3 separate regions of the Mus musculus genome follow, and all the other regions are linked to region 2. A link is a contact called in public HiChIP or PLAC-seq and Micro-C data. All regions are on one chromosome and are shown on one strand. The core of a region is the stretch at or near the end of the contact, and the rest is flanking DNA. Distances in the headings are between cores, read along the strand shown.

Region 1 (3,756 bases), core at 468-2,967, 320 kb before region 2:
TGTTTGTTATTCTAATTAAGTAGTTCTGATAGCAGAAGAACCATCAACTCCTCATTTCACAGTAGCAACTTAGTATTCAAGGAATGCTTTAAATAGAAAAGGTAAAAGAGTCCCTAGGGGTGAATCCTGGCCTGTGCACCATTTCCTAATTCCTTTTCAAAAGACTCTAGAACTTGGGGTCTTTTACCAGGTCCTCTGTAGCATAGCTAATTATAAACTTTAGAATGTTAGTTTTCAGAAGAAGATAGAGGGCCCCTCTACTATAAACAGTATTTTTACATACCTTGCCTGATGGTATTACAAAACGATTGCACTTTACAAAACCACTGCGGTTTACAAAGTTTCTTTATAATGAATTATTAAGGAAATGCTGTTAGAACTGTTGCATTGATTGAAATAATAATTTGCCTTTAAGCAATATACTTCCTATACATTTTCTAAAATTTTCCATTACAAGCTAAGAACAAAAAACCCTGCACACTCCACATTTTAAATATTTGTAACCAAATCCAATAGGTTATTTACAATGATGTAAAGTGGCTGGCCACGAAATACTAACATTGTAAAGATAAAACACTCAGTCCCTTAAAAACTGAATTTTTTTTTAAAGAAATGGAATATTAAAAGAAATCGTTAACCTTCGGGAGTTTCACCTAACAGTTTAAGAAGAAACTAAGGAGTATCGTTCTCATTTGAAAACAGATTTGTTTTTTTAAAAAATGTCAGCAAAATGCACTAAACTTTAACAATGATGTATGTCCAAAACAATTCCCACAGTAGTAGAGGAACTATTTCTAACCCTTAAAGCAAAATAAAGATCTGCATCATTTTAGACTGAGCGAATGAGGTCAACGTTTTGCATCCTTTTTTGTAAGCTTCCAATCGGAAAATAAACAACCATCGGGCTCATCAACCTTGGTGCAGAAATTCACTAAAATCAAGGTTTTGACTGCTGAAGATGCATCTTCCTGGGTAAACTGTCCAGCGCCTCACATCACAAACCTCCCGCAACTGCCCCGGCCTTGCGGCCCCTCCCGCTCGCCCGCCCGCCCGCCCGCCCGCCGCACCTGCTGAGGCCGCACCGCCAGCGCCCCCTGCCGCCCTCCCGCACCCAGAGCCCCGGGCCCATCCCCGCGCTGGTACCGCACCCGCCCCGCGCCGAGGCCGCACAGTGTGCGGGCAGGGGCGGAGGAGCCGGGGCAGCAGCAATCGAGGCGGGGCCCGGGACTTGGGCACGTGCCCCCGAGCCCCCGCCGCTGCCAGGCCCCAGCCTCACCTACCTACGCCGTATTTCTCCTCCTCCGTGGGGGTCCACATGGCCGGGCCGGGCGCAGCCCCGCGGGCGCGGCGGCTGGGTGACAGCTCGCAGGGGACGGCCGCAGGGGCGGCCGCGGGCCCGGCTGTGGCGCACCGCGAGGCAAGGCGGGGGCGGTCAGGCGGCGCGGGGCAGTAGGCGGCGCATCCCTCACAGGCCGTCCGGGATGCCACCGCCACCGCCGGATGCCACGTCCTGACCGACCGCGAGACTCCACGGGCGGCCGAGGAGCCCCTGGCGACGCGGGCGAGGGCTCACCACCTGTCCGTCTCCACCGTCCCCGCGCCGCCGTTCGGTCCCTCACAGCTCCGTCGCTGGCTTCCCGGCGCCGCCGCGGCTCGGATCGCCTCAGCGGGCTCGCGGGACGCCCGCGCATGCGCCGCTCCCTGGCGCGCGGGGGCTCGCAATACCCGGGCTCGCGCCGCCCGCCCGAGCCCGCGCGCGAATCCACGAGACGCCGCTGCGGGCCAGCGGAGGGAAATCTGCGAGAAGGGATTGGATAGCCCGGCCCGGGAGGCCAACTCCCTCCGCCCCCCCCCCAACAGAGCCTTTGGCTGCAGCTACCGCAGAACGGGGTCGTGGTCCTGCGTGAGGAAGGCCACGGTGTCTCATGCCAGGCGTACTGAGATGGCCGCTCCACCTCTTGTCAGAGAGAGGAGAACCAGTAAAAATGGGGACATCGTTATTAAACTCATGTCGTTGTCACATTGCTATCACAGCCACATCCTCTGAAAGGTCCTCTTCTGCCATCCCGGGGCTCAGGGAGTAACGGGAGGGAGAAGCTGGCAGAATGGGATCATCGCTTCAAAGGAACTGAGTGATGTGCAGGGGGTTCTTGGGCTCCTAGGATGCCGCATATAGGCCAAGGCTTCTAACACCTCCTGAGTTCTTTTGTTGACTTGGCTGCTGTGGTGTGTGTGTGTGGCCTGAACAAGCTTAGCGGCCTTCATGTTCAAGAAGTCTTTCCTTTCCCAATTATATCTAGTTGTGTACCCCAGACCTATGCCACCGCCTCTGCGGGACATAGGTCTTCACCTCCAGCCATCCTGAGGTCTGACTCCCTCCTAGAACTTTATTCCTCCATCTCCTAAGAATTCATTCGCTCTGATAGCTACCAACATTACCTTATGACCCGCTACTGTCAACTACTGAGCAAAGACTGGGAACTTCTGGACTCTATATTTAGACCCAGCATATATCCAAACATCTCTTGTCACCAGCACTGTATACCTCGCTATCGCTCTTGGATGTCTTATTCTTCAAAGCCCATCTCAGCATCTCTAGTCCAGGATCCAGGAAGCCTAAACTAGTACAGCAGTCAACATGGTGACATTTTTATTGTGCTTTATTCTAAAGTGTGTGTGTGTGTGTGGAGAGAGAGAGAGAGAGAGAGAGAGAGAGAGAGAGAGAGAGAGAGGTCTCCTGGGAGAGCAGTAGCCAACACCATTTTCTCCAGCCTCTTCTTTTGGCTGAGATTTCAGGTATCCATTTGTATCCAAGAACTCTAATCTTTCTCCCATAGGACTGTCAGCGTATAGACCCACACAGTCAAGCTTTAGGCTAAAGTCATCCTTCTGGCCTCTCAGACTCCACCCAACTCAACAGTGAGTTCATGGCCATTAATTGAAAAGCAGGGCTAAAATAAGACTATTCTGATGCAAGTGACACTCACTTGTAATTATACCACTGTGAAAGGTGAGGCAAAAGAATCCAGCCTGGGGAGGCCAGCCTGGGCTACATATAGGCATCTTTTTTTATTATTTAAAAATAAATATCTTAATAATTGCCAGACTTTGTGAATTCCTTCTCCAAAGTATCCTGACCGTCCTCATCCTCACCTGGACTATAGCCACCACCTCATGGTCTATGGACTCTTTCATCTACCTATGAAGGCTGCCAGTCCTCCCCAGAAAGTGTCTGTTCTGTGAACAATTTAATTTCTCAATAATCAGATACACTATGAGAGTAGAAGGGGGATCAGGAACCAAAAGCAAGACAACAGAGATGCCCTGGTTTATTTAGCTAGTTCTTCCAGGGACATGGACCTCAGTCCGATGGTAGTCATGAAGGGCGTTCCACAGAATGGAGCCATGTTCCCATGAAGCTCTCTCCAGAGAGCTCTGACCAGCCAGCACAGCCAAGCAACACAGGTCTTCTGAACACCCATGAAACTCATTTCATCCACTACTTCCATCCCTTGGCTGGTATACATGATGGCGGTTACAGAGCCTAAGGTCTGGTTTTCCCAACGTTTGTGCCCATTTCCCAACAGAGACAATCCACTGTACTGCCGCCCATCTCAGCTCTGAGGTCAGAGAACACTAATTCCAACAAGTGACAAGAGAAGAAAGGGGGCCAAGGAGGATGAAGGAGACATTTGGTTATGGTCTGGACTCGTTTGATTTAGCTGTTTGCACTAAATTTAGGTCGTTTTCTTGGAA
Region 2 (4,056 bases), core at 256-2,755:
GGAGAACTCAATGACCCCGCCCAGCCCCACTGCCCCCCTGCCCAGACCCACCCCCCAGGGCATCCTGGCCTGTCCCTGTCCCCTTTCCACAACTTGGGCTTCAGGCATCGACAGGGGAGCTGGTAAGATGCAAACCCTCCAAGGACGCTCAGCCCAATTTCAGGACTTCCTGTCTCTTGGCCCTCTGGCTAGGAACAGTTAGTTTCTCAATGGCCTTCCCTGGATCTCTTGCAGCTTCAGGCCTTCCTCACTGACACACTACTCGACCAGTTGCCCAATCTTGCCGATCTGAAGGGTTTCCTGGCCCACCTGTCCCTGGCTGAAACCCAGCCCCCTAAGAAGGACCTAGTGTTAGAACAGGTAAGGCCCTAGAACATGCTTGGGAGTGCTTGGGACGGTGGTCCACTTTTCCGGCTCCTTCCTCCCTGTCTCCATTACACTTTTTTAGATCCCAGAAATCTGGGATCGCCTGGAGAGAGAGAACAAAGGGAAATGGCAGGCTATCGCCAAGCACCAGCTTCAGCACGTATTCAGCCTCTCGGAGAAGGATCTTCGTCAACAAGCACAGAGGTAAAGTCCACTGAGTGGCTGAAGTCACGTGCATAGGACCAAGGAGGGAAGGTCACCTAGTGCTTCTGTGCACCTACCTGCCCGGTCCGTCCATTCAGCTCTTCTCGACTCCTCCCCCAGGTGGGCTGAAACCTACAGGCTGGATGTCCTAGAGGCAGTAGCTCCGGAGAGGCCCCGCTGCGGCTACTGCAACGCAGAGGCCTCCAAGCGCTGCTCCAGATGCCAGAATGTGTGGTATTGCTGCAGGTGAGGCGATCCTGGGACCTTAGTTGCCCCCCTAAGCTCCAACCCTGGGTTCTCCTACAAGCCCTGTCATTGTCATGCAACCCACCCCGCTGCAGGGAGTGTCAAGTCAAGCACTGGGAGAAGCACGGAAAGACATGTGTTCTAGCAGCCCAAGGTGACAGAGCCAAGTGAAGGCCGTAGCTGCCGAGGGCCGACAGAAGAGCGCACCCAGACTGTGACTGAGCTTCAGGGACTCGTGGCTCGCCCCTGTCAGACCTCAATTTCCCTGGTGAGCACAGCTGAGTCAAGTAGAGCTGCAAACCACCACACTCTTCACTTCCTGCCCCACCCAGCGAATACGCAGAGGACCAGGCCACAGCATCAGCAAACTGGCAGACAGGGTTGGGGGGTGTAAGCAAGGGCCGGATGTGGAGACCCTCTTCCTTTCGCACAATAAAGCAGACTCATGAAACGCAACAGTGTGGCGCTGTACAGTCATCCTTGGGGTCGGGGGAGAAGACTGGACGGAAAGATTGGGAAGGGGCTCTTTGAAAGGGCCCACCCCTGTGCCGTGCCCCGCCCACAAGTCCACACGGTCGGCTCGCCTAGGGTTCCAGCGCGTCCTCCTCGGCTCTTTCCCGCCGCCCTGCCTGGATCCTGGGGGCGGTGCCGAAGTCGCGGCCCGCCCTGCGGCCTCGCCCGCTCGGTACTCACTAGCTGCTAGTCCGCTACAGCACCGGCCTGACCGGGCCATGTCGGCGGAGCCAGAACTCATTGAACTACGCGAGCTGGCACCGTCCGGGCGCATCGGTCCAGGCCGTACCCGGCTGGAGCGTGCCAACGCTCTGCGCATCGCCCCGGGTACAACACGCAATCCGTCACAGCAGCACGTCCCGGGTCGTGGCCACCGTTTCCAGCCTGCAGGGCCCACCACGCACACGTGGTGCGACCTCTGTGGAGACTTCATCTGGGGCGTCGTGCGCAAGGGCCTACAGTGCGCGCGTGAGTAAGCGGCCCCACACAGCCAGCGACTACGGAAAGGGAGGCAGCACCATAGTTGCGGGTCAAGCGGCAGTGGAGGGCTGGTCAGTTGTGATGATCCTGCAGACCAGATCTCCTGGCCTTGCTCCATCAGGGAGAGTGCTTGAGAAAATGGTTTATCACTTGTCACGCTCTGTCCGTGCACAGTTGGGCAGAGTTAGTTGTCTGTGAATAAGAAGGTGCTTCAAGTTTGTCTTTAAAGTGCTTGTGCCCTTTCTTGAAAAGCCTTTGTGCCTGCTGAGCTCTGAGCCTACATTCCGAGGCCCGCCTCTTCCCAACGATTGGCTCACTGTGTTCCCCCTCTAGATTCCTGGGTGACGTCTCCCACATTAATAGGGGGCCAGAAAAAGTTAGAACCTTAGTTAGGCTCCTTGTTAGTAGGAATTCTATTGAAACTTCAGTCAAGGTTGTTTTGAGTCAAGGATGCAGAGGCTAAAACATGGAGTCCAGCCACACACACAATGAGTGGTCCTTCTGACCTAGGAATTACCAGCAAACAGAACCACGCAGGACAATATATACCTTCCAGTCTCCTCGCGCCTACTTCTCCTCTCAGACTTGTTGACTCCGTTGTTGAAAGTGGACCTTAGGCATCCTGGTTTTTCTGTTTTGGTTTGGTTTTTTGGTTGTTTTGTTGTGTTTTAAGACAGGGTTTCACTCTGCAGCCCTGGCTTGCCTAGAACTCTCTATGCAGACCAGGCTGTGACAAGCAACCCACCTGCCCCTGCCTCCCAAGTTCTGATGTATAGTTTTGAGTTGAGAATCGGTGCTTTGGGCCATATAGGAACTTAAAAATGGCACTGTAGGCCTGTGTGTGCCTCCAGATCATCTCATTCACTATACAAGTATGTCACAAACTCAGCTAGTGTAGCAGTTTGTGACAGAATGCCACATGAGAGCAAGAGCTGCGGCATCTCAGCATTCACAAGGAGAAAGAAAGCTGCTCTGGGGTTCTTGTCTAGGAAGCAAGACAGTTTGGGAGATAAGGAAGAAACCAAAGGCAAATGGAGGGTTTGCTTCAGATTGGGCTTACAGTGATAACTTGTTGAGATAGGAACCCTGGGGTGGAGTGAAGTGGGGAAAAAAATGACATTTTGGCCATATTCATTAGAAATCTTCATTAGACATTAATGTGAAGGCACTGCACATAGGATTTGGTCTGAAGAGGCCGATCAGTGCTGCCTGGGATCTGGATCAGGTGAGTGTAGTCAGAGCTGGGACAGTACCCAGGTGAGAAACCTGGACATCAACTATGAGACCTGGGCCTTTATAGAACTAAGGAGAGGCTGCTGGCAAGAGCGGCAGAGGAGTGAGAAGGAAGCCTGGCCAGTGGGTGCTGCCCCTGGGAGTCAGGAGGAGCAAGCAGGAACTGAAGGATTTAACAATCCAGATAATGGGTACAGAAGTCAAAACGTTAGACATGTCCACTGGACATTGTGGCTCGTGGACAATAATCCTAACACTGGAGCTGTTGGAGGCAGGAGGATCACCAAGTTCAAGGTTACCATTTGGGGCTAACCTGAACTCTATGAGATTCTTTCTCAAAAACCAAAATAGACTTGTGTAAACAAGTGGAGACTAATAGGTTTTTTTCGGCCGAAGAAGTAAGCCAATTCAAGCGGAATTGAGAGTATGAAAGGAGGTTTATTGGGGGCGGCAGGTTCACCGATCCCAAGGAAGGAGGCTAGGGAAGTCGCCATGCAGACAGGGTAAGAGGGAGGATGTGTACGCAAGGAGAAAGAAATGCAGAGACAGAAAAAGAGACAGAGGAGGGGAACGAGGACAAAATGTCTGGATTATATAGGTAAGAGCCTTTGGGGGAGGGGAAGCCCAGTTCTGGTATGCCAGCTATATCCTGCAAGAGGTGTGGGCTAAGGGATGCTCGGGGAATCTGGAGGCCAGGTCTGCTTTGATGCGTTACATATGCACCTCTGCCGCTCGTCTGAAACCCAACAACAGGGGCAGAGGACAAATACAGGAAGTCGTAAATTAAATGCCTTTGTTTTCAAGTTAATGGCAAAGCTAAGTAATAGCTCGGCACAAGTGTTAAGCATGCTTGGATCCCTAACCGCCTGAGGCCTCCCAGCAAGTGTCCAGAGGTGCCTAACCGAGGCCTCTGGGATCGGTGTAGCAGTGGGCGGTAACCGGCTGGAGAAAAGGCCAGTGAGCCCCAAAACCTGTTAACAGAGGCTCCCTCATTCAGTGGGTCACTTCGCCGAG
Region 3 (4,217 bases), core at 247-2,746, 500 kb after region 2:
GCCCAGGGCTGTTTGGAATAATAATTTAATGCTCACTGTAGCCTGGACTGGAAGTCAAGCTCAGGCTCCCACCAGCGAGGCTACACACAGGCAGATGGGTGGGTGGAAGTGGTAAGAGTGAGGGTGATGGGTAAACAGGGCCCGGTCTGCGGCTGATGGCGGAGCTTCCAGGATGGCCTAGGCAGCTGAGGACATGGCGCTTGTGTTGGCTGCCTTGTCCCAGTCCTCTACAGATACAATGGTGGCTTTGCAGAAGAAGCAGTCCTTGTTGTTCATCAGGTGCTGGTTGATGCAGGCTCTACAAGAGGGGAGGGAAGGAGTGCTACCTCGTGCGTCCTAATTTGCCTCCCCAAGTCCATGGGGCCCACTTACTTGCAGGATTTGTGACCACAAGGCTGGAACACAGCAGAGATGGGGTGGGCGTAGCAGATTGGGCAGAGGTCCTCTTCATTGGTGGGCTACAGGGCAGAGTGGAGGAGTTGGGCTGGGATCCTTACCCCTGTCCTGGTGTTTACAGATTAGTAAAACGGCCTCTGTTATGCCACACTCACCAGGGAGGCGGCGGCCGCCTGGGCAGATGCAGCGGTCAGGTGAGCCAGCATCTGTTCCACCTGGGCCAGCTCCTCAGCGCTGATATAATCTGTATCTGCATCAGTAGTAGGTAGCATCAGGGCCCCTGTCGTCTGAGAACTCAGTGCCTCTTGAATACTCCCAGGCAGGGAATTTGCTATTGAGGATCCTGAAACTCTTCCCTGACCTGACCCACCCGCTGGTTCACTTACAACTCTGTAGAGAGAAGCGTTTCCGGTCAGGGGCAGGCAAGGTAGTGCCAGGTGCTAGGGGCTCTGGCTGCCCCAGGAGATAGCATATGGAACGAAGCTGGAAGCAGGGATCAGCCAGGAGCACAGAGGTGGCTTGCTCTGTCCTAGGTAGGGGAGGGTGCATAGGTCGTAGGAAGGCTTTGAGCCTGTGTGAACATTTTCTCCACGTGGGACAGATGAATATCCAGAGGCCTCGCTCATTATTATGCCTCCACTCTCCCCCCTATTACTTACCAACCCTCCCAGGTGTTTGGTCCCACATGACCTGAATACCAGTTTAAAGAGAAGGGTGCTATTGATAAAAAGGTGCTTGCTACCAGCTATGGTAACTTGGGTCTGATCCCCAGAACCTCACAAGTCGTCGTCCGACGTCTGCACGAATGCTCACATACACAGACATAAGTAAATCTAAGAGAGCAGCAAGGACTCCACCTACCCCATTACACACCAATCCTCTGAGGGCTGAAGGCATTCTCCCCTAAGTCCTTTTGCTCTTCAAGAGGGAAGTCAGGCTTCCAGCCAAGCAGACTGGGACACTGGGGCCCTCTGGTGGCCACACTGGCTTTTTAAGTGCCAAGAGATGTGGCTGCTCCGCCCCTTAACAGCAGGAGCCAATGGGAACTTAGGTCCCCGCCCCTGAGCGGTCATTTCCTAGCTAGTACTTAGAATCCAGTCAGAAAGCTCTTGGAGAAGCTAGAAGAAGGGCTGCGGGCCCCACCTCACAACCCAGACCAGAAGAGCAGGAGAAGCCGGCTGGGCAGGGGGAGCCAGCGTTGTGCCTCTCGAGCCATGGGCCATAGGGAACCACAATCCGCAAGCCTGTGCAGAAGTAGGTGAGTCTTGGAGCTGTTGACCTGCACTGAGCTGTCCCCATATCTTCCCTGGTAGTCACTGGCATGGCCTGGCTAGTGCTATCAGGTATACTACTATGCATGTTGGGTGCTGGATTGGGCACTTCAGACTTGGAGGATGTTCTGCCTCCTGCTCCCCACAACTGCCCCGATATATGCATCTGTGCTGCCGATGTGTTGAGCTGTGCGGGCCGTGGGTTACAGGACTTGCCGGTAGCACTGCCTACCACTGCTGCAGAACTCGATTTGAGCCACAACGCACTCAAACGCCTGCACCCGGGGTGGTTAGCGCCCCTCTCCCGGCTGCGTGCCTTGCACCTAGGCTATAATAAGCTGGAAGTCCTGGGCCATGGTGCGTTCACCAATGCCAGTGGCCTGAGGACACTTGACCTGTCCTCTAATATGTTAAGGATGCTCCATACCCATGACCTGGATGGCCTGGAGGAGCTGGAGAAGTTACTTCTGTTCAATAACAGCCTGATGCACTTGGACCTGGATGCCTTCCAGGGCCTGCGCATGCTTAGCCACCTCTATCTCAGCTGCAACGAGCTCTCCTCTTTCTCTTTCAACCACTTGCACGGTCTGGGGTTAACCCGCCTGCGGACTCTGGACCTCTCCTCCAACTGGCTGAAACATATCTCCATCCCTGAGTTGGCTGCACTGCCAACTTATCTCAAGAACAGGCTCTACCTGCACAACAACCCGCTGCCCTGTGACTGCAGCCTCTACCACCTGCTCCGGCGCTGGCACCAGCGGGGCCTGAGTGCCCTGCATGATTTTGAACGCGAGTACACATGCTTGGTCTTTAAGGTGTCAGAGTCCCGAGTGCGCTTTTTTGAGCACAGCCGGGTCTTCAAGAACTGCTCTGTGGCTGCAGCTCCAGGCTTAGAGCTGCCTGAAGAGCAGCTGCACGCGCAGGTGGGCCAGTCCCTGAGGCTCTTCTGCAACACCAGTGTGCCTGCCACTCGGGTGGCCTGGGTCTCCCCGAAGAATGAGCTGCTTGTGGCGCCAGCCTCTCAGGATGGTAGCATCGCTGTGTTGGCTGATGGCAGCTTAGCCATAGGCAGGGTGCAAGAGCAGCACGCAGGCGTCTTTGTGTGCCTGGCCAGTGGGCCCCGCCTGCACCACAACCAGACACTTGAGTACAATGTGAGTGTGCAAAAGGCTCGCCCCGAGCCAGAGACTTTCAACACAGGCTTTACCACCCTGCTGGGCTGTATTGTGGGCCTGGTGCTGGTGTTGCTCTACTTGTTTGCACCACCCTGTCGTGGCTGCTGTCACTGCTGTCAGCGGGCCTGCCGCAACCGTTGCTGGCCCCGGGCATCCAGTCCACTCCAGGAGCTGAGCGCACAGTCCTCCATGCTTAGCACTACGCCACCAGATGCACCCAGCCGCAAGGCCAGTGTCCACAAGCATGTGGTCTTCCTGGAGCCGGGCAAGAAGGGCCTCAATGGCCGTGTGCAGCTCGCAGTAGCTGAAGACTTCGATCTGTGCAACCCCATGGGCTTGCAACTCAAGGCTGGCTCTGAATCAGCCAGTTCCACGGGCTCAGAGGGTCTCGTGATGAGCTAGACTGCCTGAGATCTCCTGCTGCTTGCCCTGCTTGCTGCTGCAGTCTAAAGAACTGACCTGCTGGTGGGGCGTGCTGTGCCTGGTCCCACAACTGCATGTGAGCCTTGATCCTACTGTAACAGTTCTAACACTAGCTCAGGACAAGGTCTCAGACTACTAGAGCCTGCTTCCCCTAGGACCACAGAGTGACCAAATGTCCCATTAACATTACAGACTAAGCCAATCTGATAAAAGCCCTGGCATCAGAGTCTGGGGACCACCCCCAGGAGTTAATGCAGATGTCAGGGTGTGGTATAGAAGAGTCAAGCATACCACACTTCCCCTCCCTGCCCGGAGGGAACTGGCAGCTCAGAAGATCCAGCTTCCACTCTGAGATGGAAGGAGGAAATGAGCCTTCCCTGTACTGAAAGAGGACCCAGTCTGCTGCCACCCAGCCTCCTGAAAGCTTTGCAACTCCTGTGGAGTCTGGTGGGCATACACACCTACAGGACCCTCCTACAGAGTAGCCCTGCTGTCTTCAGCTACAGGCAGACCCAATCCCTAAGGCTCACAACCCAGCAGGAAAAAGCATAGATAGGTGACTAACCTGGGACTCTTGTCTTTGGAGAGCAGGAGGCCTCTCAAGAGCTGGCACTCATCTCAACCTAATGGCTAAACAGAGCCCTCAGGGCATGCGCCCTGCACACCCACTGGGGTGGGTGTGGAAGACGGTCAGTGCCTGCCCAATGATGAGCTGGCAGCACTGTGCTGTCTGACTGCTATGACATTTTGTAATAAAAGTGGTACATGATCATCGCTGGGCCTTCCCAGATGGATCCCCTTGTGTGCTCAGCTCTTGATCCAGCAGGATGGCCCTGGCCATCAGAGAATAGCACATCTTCCAAGTTTGGGGATTTAGGCCCCTGCAAGGGATGTGGCTGAAAAAGCCCTCCTACCCAGCCAAAGCAGCTGCTATTGACACCCGGTTAAGCAG

Evidence for each region. A called contact is a pair of places that touch in the nucleus more often than the background predicts. HiChIP or PLAC-seq counts read pairs in DNA pulled down with a chosen protein or histone mark.
Region 1: a contact with region 2 is called in a Micro-C map of embryonic stem cells, with 5 times the contacts expected there. The contact joins the promoter of Dock3 here to the promoter of Rassf1 in region 2. A contact is called at or near these places in 2 of 39 promoter capture datasets (embryonic stem cells and neural stem cells), 1 of 484 Hi-C or Micro-C datasets (embryonic stem cells), 2 of 115 datasets of contacts at active chromatin or transcription factors (bone marrow-derived macrophages and microglia) and 1 of 9 other capture datasets (pancreatic islet).
Region 3: an H3K27ac HiChIP or PLAC-seq map of double positive thymocytes shows a contact between it and region 2, with 2.9 times the contacts expected there. The contact joins the promoter of Amigo3 here to the promoter of Rassf1 in region 2. A contact is called at or near these places in 1 of 39 promoter capture datasets (erythroid cells) and 2 of 115 datasets of contacts at active chromatin or transcription factors (double positive thymocytes and memory CD8 T cells).

The regions. Positions count from the first base shown.
Region 1 is chr9:107,230,192-107,233,947 of GRCm38.p6, forward strand. It overlaps Dock3 (dedicator of cyto-kinesis 3), which reads right to left and starts at 1,718. Exons shown (of 53, transcript NM_153413.2): 1 at 1,281-1,718. The coding sequence starts at 1,317.
Region 2 is chr9:107,550,050-107,554,105 of GRCm38.p6, forward strand. Rassf1 (Ras association (RalGDS/AF-6) domain family member 1) reads left to right here and starts at 1,506. Exons shown (of 6, transcript NM_001243748.1): 1 at 1,506-1,797. The coding sequence starts at 1,548. It overlaps Zmynd10 (zinc finger, MYND domain containing 10), which reads left to right. Exons shown (of 12, transcript NM_053253.4): 9 at 235-360; 10 at 449-570; 11 at 691-816; 12 at 912-1,272. The coding sequence ends at 987. Gm34106 (predicted gene, 34106) reads right to left here and starts at 788. Exons shown (of 2, transcript NR_168657.1): 1 at 648-788.
Region 3 is chr9:108,051,663-108,055,879 of GRCm38.p6, forward strand. It overlaps Amigo3 (adhesion molecule with Ig like domain 3), which reads left to right and starts at 1,497. Exons shown (of 1, transcript NM_177275.4): 1 at 1,497-4,039. The coding sequence starts at 1,718. The coding sequence ends at 3,244. It overlaps Gmppb (GDP-mannose pyrophosphorylase B), which reads left to right. Exons shown (of 9, transcript NM_177910.4): 9 at 1-258. Rnf123 (ring finger protein 123) reads right to left here. Exons shown (of 39, transcript NM_032543.2): 36 at 783-925; 37 at 552-646; 38 at 373-458; 39 at 10-298. The coding sequence ends at 178.